2 separate regions of the Sus scrofa genome follow, and region 2 is linked to region 1. Evidence: chromatin contacts called from public promoter capture Hi-C data. All regions are on one chromosome and are shown on one strand. The core of a region is the stretch at or near the end of the contact, and the rest is flanking DNA. Distances in the headings are between cores, read along the strand shown.

Region 1 (6,636 bases), core at 612-3,111:
CAAGACTAACTGGGCCTCTGCTGGCATCTTGTGCTTAATGACATGTTCGGGGTTTTTGGTATTCACCGAGCATGGAGGATGGAGGTCAGAGTTCAGACTTCAGAGGGAGGCATGAATGAGTTCAGATTCCCACCGTACCCCGTAGGAGCTTGTTTGGCCCAACCTTTCTTTTTTTTTTGTCTTTTTGTCTTTTTAGGGCCGCTCCTGAGGCACATGGAGGTTCCCAGGCCAGGGGTCCAATCGGAGCCGCAGCTGCCAACCTACGCTACAGCCTCAGCAACGTGGGATCCGAGCCGCGTCCGCAACCCACACCACAGCTCATGGCAACAGCGGATCCTGATCGAACCCGCAACCTCATGGTTCCTAGTTGGGTTCATTAACGACTGAGCCACTCCGGGAACTCCCCCAGCCTTTCTTCCTGTGTCTTTTTCTGAAAAAAGGGAATAATAATGGTACCTGTACCTAACTCATTAGATTGTTGTGAAGATTCAATCATGCATTTGACAAGTGTTTGGGAAGCAGGCACCACTATGGATGTTAAGACCACAGGTGTGAACGAGAGCGACAAGGTCCCGCTCTCATGGAATTTACAGACTCAGAGCCAAGAGTCCAAGACAGACAATTAACACGTTAAAATAACTTCAGGTTGGAATTAGCAGGTTGGGTAGGCAGATATTAACTGCTAGCAGCCACTTTAGTGAGGGCCATCAGGGAACAACTCTCTCAAGAGGAGACACTTCAAGATCTGGTTCGTGTAAAGCCCTTACATTGAGCTTTCTTTGCACAAGCTAAGAATTCATCTCGGCTCCACTCTTTGCTGGGCGAATCTGAACAAGCTGTTTCAGTTTCCTTGTAAAATTCAGACACTGACACTTCCTACCAGGAAGGGTTCCAGTGAGGATCATGTTTTAAGTAAAGCACCTAGAACTGTAGCTCGTACAGAGTAAGTTGTTAGCTTTGACTACCTTTAGCCTAAATAACATAATTCTTCCTTCCTCCCTCTCACTTAGGTCGACGGTTCCTAATTTCCCATATCTCAGTTTTCTGCTTCGTGAAATGAGGATGTGGCAGTCCAGCACATCCTGCGGTGGCAGAAAGCGGGGAGCTGCAGCTGAGCTGAGCTCAAGGCAGAAATGCCAAAGCTGCGGCTCATCCGAGGATGGGAGACCCTCTCTGCGTCTCCCTATGGTTCTTTTCACGCGCCCTCTGCCCGCGAAGAAAAAACGGTCCACGCCGAGTGGTCTCAGAAGCAAATCCCCGCCCGCTGGCCGCTGCAGAGCCAGCCTCAAGCTCCACTGCCAAGGAAACCTCGCGTCCCTGGGTGGTCCCGCCCCTCTGGCCGTTGTCCCGCGATTGTCCGCCCCGTGGACCCCGGAGACTCCACGCTCCTCACCCGGGAGACGCTTTCCTCGCCGCCCAGGGTCAGCAGCATCTTGGACACGTCGCGCACCAGGCCCGGGTACTCCACACACACCATGCGCCGCTCGTGCCGCAGGTCCACCGAGACGGCGCCCCCCTGCCCCGCGTCGGCCGCCGCCGCCATCCCTGCCAGTCTAGTCGGGTCCGCCGCGGTCCGTTCCTGTCCTCGCGCTCCCAGAGGCCTCGCCCCAAAGGTTCCGCGAAGGAATCGTTCCGGCCTCCTCCTGGCTCGCGCCTCCCCAAATCCCTGAGTTGCGCGAGGCTCGAAGTCCTCAGGGAGCAAAGGCCCGAAGGAAGGGCCTAAGACTTCGGAGTTAACACCCGCTGGATCCTCAACTTTGTGTTTTAAATGAAGAGGGTTGGAGCCCAAGGGGCGGGGTAAGGGCCTGTCTCTCCCACCAACCCGAGGGACGGCGACGCTTGTAAGACACCACCCAGCCCTCGACTTTAGCCAATGAGAACCCGAGGGCCGAGCCGAGCTTTTTAGCCAATGAAGAGTCAAGACGAAGCCGGGTTTCCGCCCCCTTCCTTGGCTCCCTTAGGTTTTAGCCAATAATGAACCAGGGTTAGGTTGGGTCCCCGCCCCTTCCTGGGATTTAACCCAATAATAGATGGGGGCGTGTCCGAAGCAAACTTCCGGCCGCTCTTCCTGCGTGGAAAGGTCCCAGTAAGCAATGGGTTTCCGGACCCCGGGTCCGCCAAGTGGGTTTCCTCCCGGGTGGGTTCCCTCCCTTTCCCGCTGACCGCCCCAGAATGTGGTTTTTAGCGGCGCACGGAGGCCGCGAGGAGTCCGATCTGGACATGGAGAGCGCGATCTGGAAATGCACTTTGAATGCTTGCCCACCTCCACTCTCAGAAAACGCGGAAGCGCTCCCCGCGCGGACTAAGGCGGGCGTCCGTCCTTCGTTTCTTAGTTATTTAGCGCCTGCTGTGTGCTGGGCACCACTCAAACCTCACCGAAGCATGAAGTGAGGAGACCCCGAAGCGAGCGACTGGGGGCCGTTCTAGGAAGTGACAAAAAGCGAAACTTGAAGGAGCAAAGTGGAGGGAGATGAAGGGTCAGAGGTCGACAAAGGCCAAACAGATCCTTAAAACGATTTACCTAACGGGTTGGCTTTTTCTGAGTGCAATGGAGAGCCCTTGAAGGGTTTTGTGCTGGGAGTGCGGGAATCTGATTTATGCATTTGACTCTTTGGCTGTTTCCTTGGCGTTGTTTGTTTATGTTTTAGCGGTGCCTGTGGCATGTGGAAGTCCCCAAGCCTGAACTCGAACCCAAGCCACAGCAGTGACAACCCTGAACCCTTCACTGCTAGGCCACCAGGGAACTCCTCTGTGGCTGTTGTGTAGAGAATAGACCAGAGACACCAAAAGCAGACTCAGATAAACCACCGGAGAGAGGTTGCATAATCCAGGCACGAAATGCTGCCGGGGGAAGTGGCAGTGAGGATGGAAAGAAGGGACTGGATTCGAGGACGTTAGGAGATAAAAGAGACTCCTTGGGAATGGATACCCCACGTTTCTGAAATGACTCCTGAATCAAAAAGTTATGTTATTATTCTAGATGGATTTAAGAAGGCCGAATAAATGACTGCAGGGACCACTAAATACATTTTTTAAAGAAAAATGTGTAATCTGAATGTGAGGTATATGTCATCGGCTGGGAGCCTGAAAGGAAGCCCACTCAGATCGCTGGGAGGAGTCCACCAGCAGCACATGGTGGAGGAGCTGGAGGAGGCCAGGCACAAGGGCTTCGCAGTCCTTGACCTGCCTTCTCCAGCCGGAACTTGCCTGCTCCACTGGGGAAGAAGATTCTGTGCAGTGCAGCCAAGAGAATTCTCCGGAATTTTCCATGCCTTGACATTAAATGTCCTTTTAAATGCCTCCTGTCTTTTCTCTCATTCCATGCTCCCCTGAGCAGTAATCTGTTGTTGTTTTTTGCTTTCTTAGGGTTGCACCCGTGGCATATGAAAGTTCCCAGGCTAGGTTCAAATCAAAGCTGCAGCTGCTGGCCTGCACCACAGCCACAGCAATGTGGGATCTGAACTGCCTCTTTGATCTACACTGCAGCTTGTGGCAACTCAGGATCCTTAACCCACAGAGCAAGGCCATGGATCGAACCCACATCGTCATGGATACTAGTAGAGCTCTTAATCTGCTGAGCCACAATGGGAACTCCTGTATTTTCTAAATGTTTTTAATTTCCTTTAAATAACCAAGGGTTGAAAACTTTACAGAAATGTTAGGACTTCCCAATATGGCTCAGCGGGTTAAGAACCCGACTAGTGTCTATGAAGATGCAGGTTTGATCCCTGCTGGCCACGCTTAGTGGGTTAAGGACTTAGGTCACAGATGTGGCTCAGATCCCAAGTTGCTGTGGCCGCAGCAGCAGCTCCAATTCGACTCCTTACCTCTCTGTGCCTGGGGCACCCAAACCCATCACAGAGGCTTCAGGGCTGCTTTATTTATTTATTTTGCTTTTGGGGGCCACACCTGTGGCATGAGGAAGTTCCCAGGCTAGGGGTCAAATCAGAGCTGCAGCTGCTGGCCTACACCACAGCCACAGCAAAGCAGGATCCAAGCCGAGTCTGCAACCTACATCACAGCTCACAGCAATACCAGATCCTTAACCCACAGAGCAAAGCCAGGGACCGAACCTGCAACCTCATGGTCACTAGTCGGGTTCTTTCCACTATGCCATGCCATAACGGGAGCTCCTGTTTTATTTCTTTTTTGTTCCTCTCCACCCCACTACCCCCCACCCCACAGAGCTTCCTGAGGGCAGGGCTTGGTGGGCCTGGTCCCTCACTGCCTCCCTAGGCTTTGACTCAGGCCAGGCATGGGGCAGATGCTCTGGAAGTAGTTCTTCAGCGACTGAGGCCCTTGACTCCTTTGAACCTTCAGTTCAAGCCAGCCTCAAGGTCAGAGCACAGCCATGGGCACACTAAGTGGAGGCTGTCAGCTGGGGGGTGTTCCCAGGGTGCACAGAAATGCGGGGCTGGGAGGAGGGGAAGAGAAGGCCTCCTCCCCACCACCCTGAGCTTCCCAAGGGCCAGGCCCTTGTCCTACCTGAGATCCACAGTGGAGAGGTCAGAGCGGCCGTGAGGCTAGGCTGGGAGGAGGAGGAGGGTACCAGGGAGAATCAGGAGCCCAGTTAAAGAAGCAGCTGTGGGGAGTTCCCATTGTGGCTCAGCTGAAATGAATCCGACTAGTATCCATGAGGATGCGGGCTTGATCCTGGCTTCAATCAATGGGTTAAGGATCTGGCGTTGCCCTGAGCTGCAGTGTAGGTTGCAGACGTAGGTCAGATCCAGTGTTGCTGTGGCTGTGGTGTAGACCTACAGCTCTCACCACCTCCTGTGCCCGGATTGGGGTGGGAGCCGGGGGTGGCCAGTGTGTACCACCCTCGCACAGGGGAGACGCAGCTGCTGCTCAGCACAAGACACAAAGGTGGGCCTTCCACGGCCAACCCTGGGGGCTGAGCTGCCCCCCACCCCCTGCTGCTCAGAGCCCCTCCCCCAGAGACAGGCCTGGGAGCCGGTTCTCTCCTCTCCAGTCCCAGAATCTTGGCCTCAGCCTGGGGCTTTGCAGGAGCTCTGCCATCCCGAAGCTTCGAATGCTGTGTGCCCACCTCAAGTAGAGTGTCCATCTCATCCTGGGGGGCCGGCTGCACCCCCTGGTCCTCATCAGGGTGCCCGGACACCGGCCCTCACAACTGGAAAGGTTATGCCTGCTTCATTTTTGGTTTCACGTGGTGTGTGTGTGAGCGCTGGCAGGGGGCCGGCGGGGGTGGGGGGTGTCTGTTTAGGGCTGCACCCATGGCGTAAGGAAGTACCCAGGCTAGGGGTCCCATGGCAGCTGCAGCTGCTGGCCTACACCACAGCCACAGCAATACCAGATCCAAACTGCGTCTGGGACCTACACCACAGCTCACGGCAACACTGGATGCGTAACCCACGGAGCGAGGCCAGGGATCGAACCCGCGTCCTCATGGATACTAATTGGGTTCACTACCACTGAGCCACATCCGAACCCCCTGAAAGAGATTATTTCTATTTGGGGAGTCTGGAACAGGATTCCCAGTGTAGTCAATTACTACAATAAACATTAATTCTATTCGTCGATCATTCAACAAAAGCTTTTTTTTTTGGCCTCGCCAGAGATATGCAGAAGTTCCTGGGTCAGGGATTGAACCTGAGCCACAGCAGTGACCTGAGCTGTGGCAGTGGCAATGCTGGATCCTTAATCCACTGCACCACCAGGGAACCCTCAACAAAACCCATTGTTTTTTTTGCTTTTTTTTTTTTAGGGCCGCACCTGTGGCGTATGGAAGTTCCCAGGCTAGGGATTGAATTGGAGCCGTAGCTGCCAGCCGACACCACAGCCACAGCAACTCAGGATCCAAGCCACATCTGCGACCTACACCATAGCTCACAGCAATGCCAGATCCCTGACCCACTGAGCGAGGCCAGGGATCGAGCCTGCATCCTCATGGAAACCAGTCAGATTTGTTTGCACTGTGCCACTTTGGGAACTCCCCACAAAACCTTTTTAAGTCTCCACTGGGTGCCAGGCAGTAGGTCCCTCCTCAGGAAGGGAGACAGACAATAAACACATAGCTAATTCTCACACCGGGTACTTCTGCATCATACGTGCTCAGAAAAGGCAGCCCGAGGGGGTGCAGTGTGCTGAAGGGGGGGCCCTAGGACACGCCCACTTCCTAGACTCTGAAACCTGTAAATGTCGCCTCACTCAGAAAGAAGGTCTCGGCAGATGTGATCGAGCTGTTGGTTTTGAGATGAGGGGTCTTTCTGGCTCATCCACTGGCCCCTACACCCAATGACAAATATCCTTGGCAGAGAAAGGCTGACGACTGCCTGCACAGAGAAGGGGAGGCTGTGTGACCATAGAGGCAGAGGTTTGAGTGACCCAGGCCCAAGGCTGCTGGAGCCACCAGACACTGGAAGAGGCAGGAAGGGCCCTCCCCTCCAGCCTCTGGAGGGACCCAGACCCCGGGGTCCCCTGATTTCAGACTTCTGCCCTCCAGAGCTGTGACAATAAAACTTCATTGGGTTTTGAACCCCCTAAATTGTGGTCATTTTTATGTCAGCCATGGGAAACTCATACAGGGCAGAGTCTTTGAGGTTTAAAGTATTTTCAGGATTCATGTTTGAGTCCTGACACACTCCGTCATGAGTGGGGCAGTTTCCCTCCTTCCTC
Region 2 (7,095 bases), core at 988-3,487, 220 kb before region 1:
CACCTGTTTGGCGGTCCAAGGCCTGGGTAAACTGGTTAATTGCGGGAGGCACCTTCAGCCGCTTATAGAGAATGGCCCTTTGCCGCTGCAGCCGGATGTAGCGGGGCCATTTGACAAAACGGGTGAGGTCCCTCTTGGGCTGGATGTCCTGTCCTGAGAAGTAAAGGGCAGCGCCGTGAGGCTCAGCGTCCCGTCAAGTCCCATTTAGGGCCACTCACAGAGGTGTAGGTGCATCAGCGATCTTGGTGGTTTAAGATGTCGTCACCGTCTCTCAGATAGCAAATATTCTCTCACATCATCTGCACACCAACACCCGGGACCACAGGGGAGGCCTCCTCGTCCGGCCACAGCCAGGCAAACGTCAGCCCTGCCCTCCGACTGCCTCTGCTCCGGGAGAGCCCGACCATCAAGCTGAATCCCAAAGGCCAGGATCTAGGCCCGAAGCTGACGCAGACGCAGGGGCTTCCAGGGAGGCCGCGAAGGATGCAGTACCACTGCCCCATCTCAAAGTTCAGAGGTAGAAATTCAAGAACCGATCCCCGTTCATGGGTAAAACCCGGCAGAACGTGAGAAACCCAGTCCAAGGAGCCACGACTCCAAGCCCACTGAAATCCAGGAAGGACGTGTGAACGGAGGCCTGGCCTTGCCACCAGCCTCCACACGTGAAGTGAGACACGAGCCGCTGCAGCTGCTGACCCGCAGCCCCTCCAGCAGAGCTCAGGGTGGAGACCAGGAGGGAGGCACTCAGAGCTCTGGGAAAACTGGTAGGACGGGCCTCCAGATAGATGTTTTTAGGAGATTGAGTCCCATTTTTCCGTCTCCTCCTGCCCAGAAAAACACTAAAGTCCTTCAACCCTGCCTGACGTCTGTGACCAGCAGCGACCTCCACGAGACCAGCAGCACATCCTGTAGAAACGCCCCCTGACTGCAGCGCTGCCCCCGCCCCCGCCCCGGACCAAGACCTTACGCTTTCAGAGCTCTCTGAAATCCTGCTTCCCCACCGGCAGGTAGTGGACAAAAGACGTCACGGTCGCATCTCCCGAGGGCCCACAGCCAGCGAGCCCCGAGGGGACTCGGGGAAGAAACGCAGACGGGCCGCAGCTGAGGTGCAAACCAAAGCAGTGGTTCCAGGAAGCCCAGACCCTCACCCCTTCCCTGACAAACCGCTCTCCCGTAAAGGCCTCGTTCCCACCACCTTCCCTTCAGTGTGAAACTCACGCATCCCGCACCCCCGCCTCCCCTGCTCCGGGCGGTTTCCGGGGCTTCCCGAGATGTTGTCCCTCAGGCTCAAGTCCTCCTTTCACCCCGAATAAAACTCAACCCCCAACTTTCAGGCTGCATCTCCTTCGTCGACCGACGTAACGTAACCTGCTCAACAAGCTGCTTTTCGCGGGGAGCGCCGTTTAAAAAGCCGATCGACGCCGCCCGGTCTTCCACTCACCGATGCCAAAATTCTTCGGCCTTTTCTCAAACAGGGGGTTTACCACCTTCTTGGCCTCCTGCTTCTTCACGACGGCAGGGGCCGGGGCCACCTTCTTGCCCTTGGCCTTCTTCCCCTTGGGCTGGGCACAAGGAGACACGGTTACCCCGCCCCCCCGCACGCTGCTCTCAGGGCGCGGGGCTCCCCGCAGACCCGGCCGTCTCCGCAGCCAGCCCGCGCCCCGCCCGTGCATCAGCGATCTTGGTGGTTTGGGTCGTCCTCACCGCCACTCGGACAGCAACTATTCCTTCACATCATCTGCACGAGCCCCGACGCCCCGTCCCTCCCTCTCCGCCACGGGGACAGGGGCCCTCCTCCGAGGCCGGCGTTCGGCGGGCCCCACACAGAATCAGCCGACTCAGCCCAAGGCCCCTAGGGCGGCTCCCAGGGCGCCGGAGCGCCTCGGCCGGGCCCGCCCCCGGCCCCGCAATGCGGCGCTGCGCTCCCCGGATCCCCCTCTGCCGGCTCAGCCGCCGGGGGCTCTAACCGGCCCCAGTGACTCTAGACCAGGCCCCCCAGGCCTCTTCTCGCGCCGGGCGGTGTAGGTACCCCCGCGCGCCCCCGCCCCGAGAAGGATGGCAGCGGATAGAACCCAAACCCGAAACTGGCAGCGCGGAGCGCGGCTCACTCACCATCTTGGACAACGGGAGGAGAGAGAAAGGAAAGGGAATTGTGGGTAATATGTAGGCAACCTCGGAGATCGCGAGAGCTGACGACTGCGCGGGATTTCGGATTTAAAGTGACAGGACTCCTTTCTCCCGTCCAGTAGCCGAAGATTAGTGCCTCCTGGTGGGAGCTGCCGGGAAGGGGCGCGTAAAGGCGCGGGGAAGCCAGGACTTCCCGTGAGGGGCTAGCACTTGTCCTCCACTCGGCCCCGGCCAGGCCCTCCGGGTCCCGGCTTTGCGGACCAGGTGTGGGCTTGGGGCGGCGCGGCCGGGTCGGCGTCCTTCTCAGGTGATTTACCCCAAAATGGCTTAAAAGCCGCGAGTGCAGTCGGTGGGCCGAGCACCAGGGCCCGGGCCGGGGACCACCCTGCCTGGAGCGTGCAGCCTGGAGGCGCATGGCTGGGGGCGGGAGGGTGGTTCTGGCAGGGACCCCGGAGCGAGCCGCCCAGAGGTGGCCCTCGCTCGGGGGTCCTGCGTGGAGCCGGGGGGCAGCGGAGTGGAGTGAAGGCCAAGGGCGTTTGGAGGGGTTGAGGTAGGGTCCCGACGGCTCCTCCTGCCGGGGTGGTGGCGGGGGAGCCGTTGGCAGGAGCCGGTGGGGACGCGGGGGGCCTGGCCCCCGAGAAGGCCGCCCCGGATCCGGGGAGGGTGCACCTGTATCCGGACGCCTGAACGGGTGTGTTTGGCAGACAGGGACTCTCCGGAGGGCTGCTGAAGTCGGGGGCTGGAGGGTGGGTGGCTGGGGTCTGGCCCGCTCACACAGACTCTGGGTTCCAGGTGACCTGCCCTGCCTGAGGCTCCGCCATGGCCCAGCAGAGAGCCCTGCCCCAGAGCAAGGAGACGCTATTGCAGTCTTACAACAAGCGGCTCAAGGACGACGTCAAGTCCATCATGGACAACTTCACCGAGATCATCAAGACCGCCAAGGTGGGTGCGCTGCTGTCTCCTGCCGCTGCTGAGACCACGAGAAGGAGTGGGGGTGCAGAGATCGCGGACGGCTGTGGGTGGAGAGGGCTCGGGCCCCTGCTTTCAACCCACCCGCTGAACATGGGTGCTCCATGCCAGGCAGTGGGGACACAGCAGTGACTCCACAGGCAAAACCCTTGTCCCACGGGGAGAACACTGGGACGGATTGACAATAACCAACAAGTCAACAGATAAATAAACCAACCAGCTTCTCACAGGCTCTGGGGTGGCAGTTGTGGGGACTCCAGTCGAAGTGCCAGGATCCAGCATCCAGCATTGCTTCCTTCTCCGCGCACCTGGCCCAGCAGCTGGCATACTTAGGGGTCCATTACCCCTGATGAGGGTACCTGTTATCTCTTTCAAACAGGACGAGACGGGGTGAGGGCGAACGCTGCCTGAGGTCTGGTTAGCAGGACCCCGTGCAGAGGGCAAGACAGGCTGCTGCCAGGTACCTGTGGGCGGGGGCACCTGCTAGCTCTCGGCTTGCTTGTTGGCCTTCCAGATTGAGGACGAGACCCAGGTGTCGAGGGCCACTCAAGGCGAACAGGACAATTACGAGATGCACGTGCGAGCCGCCAACATCGTGAGTCACCAGGCGGAGGGGACAGCCGGAGTTGCAGGAGCCTCTGGTCCCTACTGGGCTCTCCTGGGTGTGTGGGGGGAACCACTTCTCAGGAGACTCCCCTCCAGAGGAGGGCTGTCCAGGGCAGCCGTGTAAGGAGCTGGCAGGCAGCTGGCCACACGCACCCTGTAGGGTGCTGTGGGGGGCGGGGGTTGGGGTTGGGGTTGGATAGAAAGGGGTTGAGTCTTGTGGGAGCTTCTCTGTAAATGGGGGAAGCAAATTACCAAAGAAACAGGATGTGCGTTTGGATGTCACAGAACAAGCACAGCAACCAAATCTTTCCAAAGGCATGAGCCCATGACTGGAAATACCCAGGACAGGGTCCCAAAGGAAGCCTGGCAGGGGGACTGCCCCTGAGGAAGAGCAGGGACAGGACGGTGGCTTTACGTGGGGTTTAAGGTTTTGAGAAGCAGAAGGTATGCTCGAATAACACATGCCACTGGAGATCACAGCAGCACAGGCAGAAGCCAGAGGCCCGGAGAGGGGAGGCACTGGGAAGCCGATGGCCCCTGCCTTGGAAGCATTTCACGCAGCAGCCGTGGGTGCCTGCAACCCTGCCCCCCGTAGCTTACCTTCTAGATGCCTCACGTCTCGCAGCGCCCCTGTGGCGGTCCGTGCCGTGGTCCCACTTGGGAGATGGGAAAACCGAGGCCGCCGCTTACCCAGAGTCGGGTGCGACGAGGCGGGCCGCTGCCGCTGCCGCCGCCCCCTCACCAGGTCTCCCGGTTCCGACGGCTGCAGGTCCGAGCTGGCGAGTCTCTGATGAAGCTGGTGTCCGACCTCAAGCAGTTCCTCATCCTCAACGACTTCCCGTCGGTGAACGAGGCCGTCGACCAGCGCAACCAGCAGCTGCGGGCTCTGCAGGAGGAGTGTGACCGGAAGCTCATCGCCCTGCGGGATGAGGTGTCCATCGACCTCTACGAGCTGGAGGAGGAGTACTACTCGTCCAGGTACCGATAGGGCCGGACCCCGCGCAGAGCGCACCTGCGGACCCGGGCCCGCCGCGCAGCCCAGAGGCCCGGTCTTCCCACACCTTCCCCGTCTTGGCAGCAGAGCCCTCGCCCAGGTGTCAGAGCAGGCCTCTCGGGCAGAGCTTTTGATCAACAGACAGTGTGCACCGTCACCGGGCCGGGGCATCGCGGGCATCGAGATGAAAGTCACAGAACCGCAAGGTTGGGGGCGCCACACCAGCATTTCCGCCTGGGGGCCTGTCTGTTCCTCTTAGCTGTCTGATCGGCATCGAAGCTTTCCAGCCCAGGTCGGCCTAGCTCTCTTGGCCGCCCAGGCCCGTGTCCAGGACACCAGTGCCTGCCCAGGGGTGCAGTTCCACGTGGGCACAACCGAAACCCTCTGCGTGTGTGTGTGTGTGTGTGTGTGTGTGTGTGTGTAAGAGAGGGTGAGGGGCGGGTCCCAGGGAGGAGGGTGGCCTGGAGAGCCAGGCCTGGGATCCCTGGACCCCCGAGTTCCCATTCAGCTCAGCCTCATTCACAGTCGGGAGCCCTCCTATGTGCCAGGCCCAGGCCGGGCCCCAGGGGTACAGCAGCTGGCAAGGCCTGTCGCCCCAGCCCTCATGTGGCCACGTGGAATCCTAAAACCAGAGGCGGCCTGAGCTGGAGGAGTCAGCCCAAACCCCCAGGAGCCCGAGTCCACGTGTGATTCTCGCACCGGGAAACAGGCTGCAGAGGCCCCGCCCCTCCGTCCCCTTAGCTGGGAAAACCAGGTCACACCTGCCTCACCCTCCCTGGACGAATGTGTTGTTCCTGTCATGGATTTTCAACACTCCTTTCTGTCCTGCGGTGGCCGTGCTGGCCAGCAAGTCTGTGGTCTGGGGCTTGGTTTCCCTGCTCTGGACTCAGTGCCACTCCTTGTGGTCTCTGTCCATCTGGGGCCTTTGTGGGAAGGGACAGAGGGTCACTGCCCAGCTGGAGTGGTTTAGACTCTTCCAGAAGATTCCTGACACCCACGGGCTCAGCAGAGATGAGGCGAGTGCCTCTACCCTCGGCCTTCAGAGAGGGTCCTGAGTGGGTCCCTGGGGGGTTTGAGACCCTGCTGGGGACGCTGCTCCCGGCCCTCCTTGGTTTTGTAGAGTGCCTTATGTCTCTGTGTTTGTCCTGCCTGCTGCCCCCAGGGCCAGGCGCCTGGGCTGAGCAGTTGCAGGATAGTTCAGCCCTGCCTCTTAAGGTTGAGGGCCCGGGGGCACCAGGGGTCTGAGTGGGAAGCCTGGCTCCTGGCCTGTCAGCCTCTGGTTCACCCAGTGGGGTTTCTGGTGGCTCCTGGGGTCCCTTCCTGCTCCGGGTGGCTCCAGAGGCTGGGCTTCTCCCTCATCTGTGAATGCCTGTTAGCGGCCCGGGCTCAGCGGACTGCCGGTGGCTGGCAGGCTCTAACCCTCCCAGCTGGTCGCTCGACACAGGGTGCGTGTGCCCACCCCCTGGCCACCAGCACTCAGCTTGTCCCTGTGTGTCCCCGCCGCCCACCCCCCTTCACGCTCGCTTCCCCGCTTTCCGCTCACGACCTGCTCGCTCTTTGCCTCTCGCCCTCCGCTCTCCTTGGGACTCTGCTCTGTGTCTGTGTCCATGATGGCTTCAGAGACTGAAGGCTGAGGGCAGGGCCGGGTTCGGGAGAAAGCCGGCCCGACGAGTGTGGGGCTGCACCCGCTCCAGTCGCCCCCCTGACAACCTTCATGAGCCCTGCTCTTCGCCCGCCTCCTCACTGAGAGGCTGGCCTTGCTGTCCCGTATGAGATGGGACACTGAGATTAAGGGGACAAGGGGCCTGCTGGAGGCGCACAGCTGGCGCAGTGCCGCAGGACCGGAGGCCAGGGTCCCTGCCCTCAGAGGCCTTGCATAGTGTGGGGACCAGGAAGACCATAGCGAGCTCTGGACACTGGCTCCTGCCGCTGGTGAGTGGCGCGTGGAGCCAGGCTGGCAGCTCCCTGCAAGAGGAGGAGGAAGGCAGCTGGAGCAGGACAGGAGGTGGCAGTGGGGCTAGGAAGGACGCGGGTCAGTCAGGGGAAGGGACCTGCTGAGGTCCCACAGCCTGCTGGTGCCTGGTCCCAGTAGGCTCCCTTTCGGACTCTGGAGGGCCCTGAAGCTGGGGCACCCCCCCTCCCCCGCCCCGCCCTGGTCCAGGCCTGCTTGCCGGAGGGACCAGCACAGAGGAGAGGAGGGGAAGGCAGGTCTGTCTGTGGTCTGTTTTCTTAACTCTGCTTCTATCTCGCTTTCCCTCCCTGGCTTCCACCTCTGCCTGCTCCTGTCTCTCCCTGGGTTTCTGGTGGTGGAAAAGCTCAAGTCTTTGCGAAGCTAACGATCTGCCTCTATGCGAAGCTTACTGGAGGCTGGACCTCGACACAGACTCTGCTGATGGCCT

Evidence for each region. Promoter capture Hi-C pulls out the DNA fragments that hold promoters and counts their contacts.
Region 2: a contact with region 1 is called in a promoter capture Hi-C map of liver, with 4 times the contacts expected there. The contact joins the promoter of MED22 here to the promoter of GTF3C5 in region 1. A contact is called at or near these places in 1 of 5 promoter capture datasets (liver), 1 of 47 Hi-C or Micro-C datasets (liver) and 1 of 2 datasets of contacts at active chromatin or transcription factors (alveolar macrophages).

What each region holds. Positions count from the first base shown.
Region 1 is chr1:272,738,752-272,745,387 of Sscrofa11.1, reverse strand. GTF3C5 (general transcription factor 3C polypeptide 5) reads right to left here and starts at 1,861. Exons shown (of 11, transcript XM_021070913.1): 1 at 1,394-1,861. The coding sequence starts at 1,543.
Region 2 is chr1:272,956,760-272,963,854 of Sscrofa11.1, reverse strand. MED22 (mediator of RNA polymerase II transcription subunit 22) reads left to right here and starts at 2,237. Exons shown (of 5, transcript XM_021071150.1): 1 at 2,237-2,434; 2 at 2,920-3,069; 3 at 3,611-3,691; 4 at 4,472-4,680; 5 at 7,012-7,095. The coding sequence starts at 2,947. RPL7A (60S ribosomal protein L7a) reads right to left here and starts at 2,434. Exons shown (of 8, transcript XM_021071136.1): 1 at 2,113-2,434; 2 at 1,442-1,562; 3 at 4-153. The coding sequence starts at 2,115. LOC110256518 (a long non-coding RNA gene) reads right to left here and starts at 4,465. Exons shown (of 3, transcript XR_002338110.1): 1 at 4,303-4,465; 2 at 3,314-3,754; 3 at 2,967-3,097.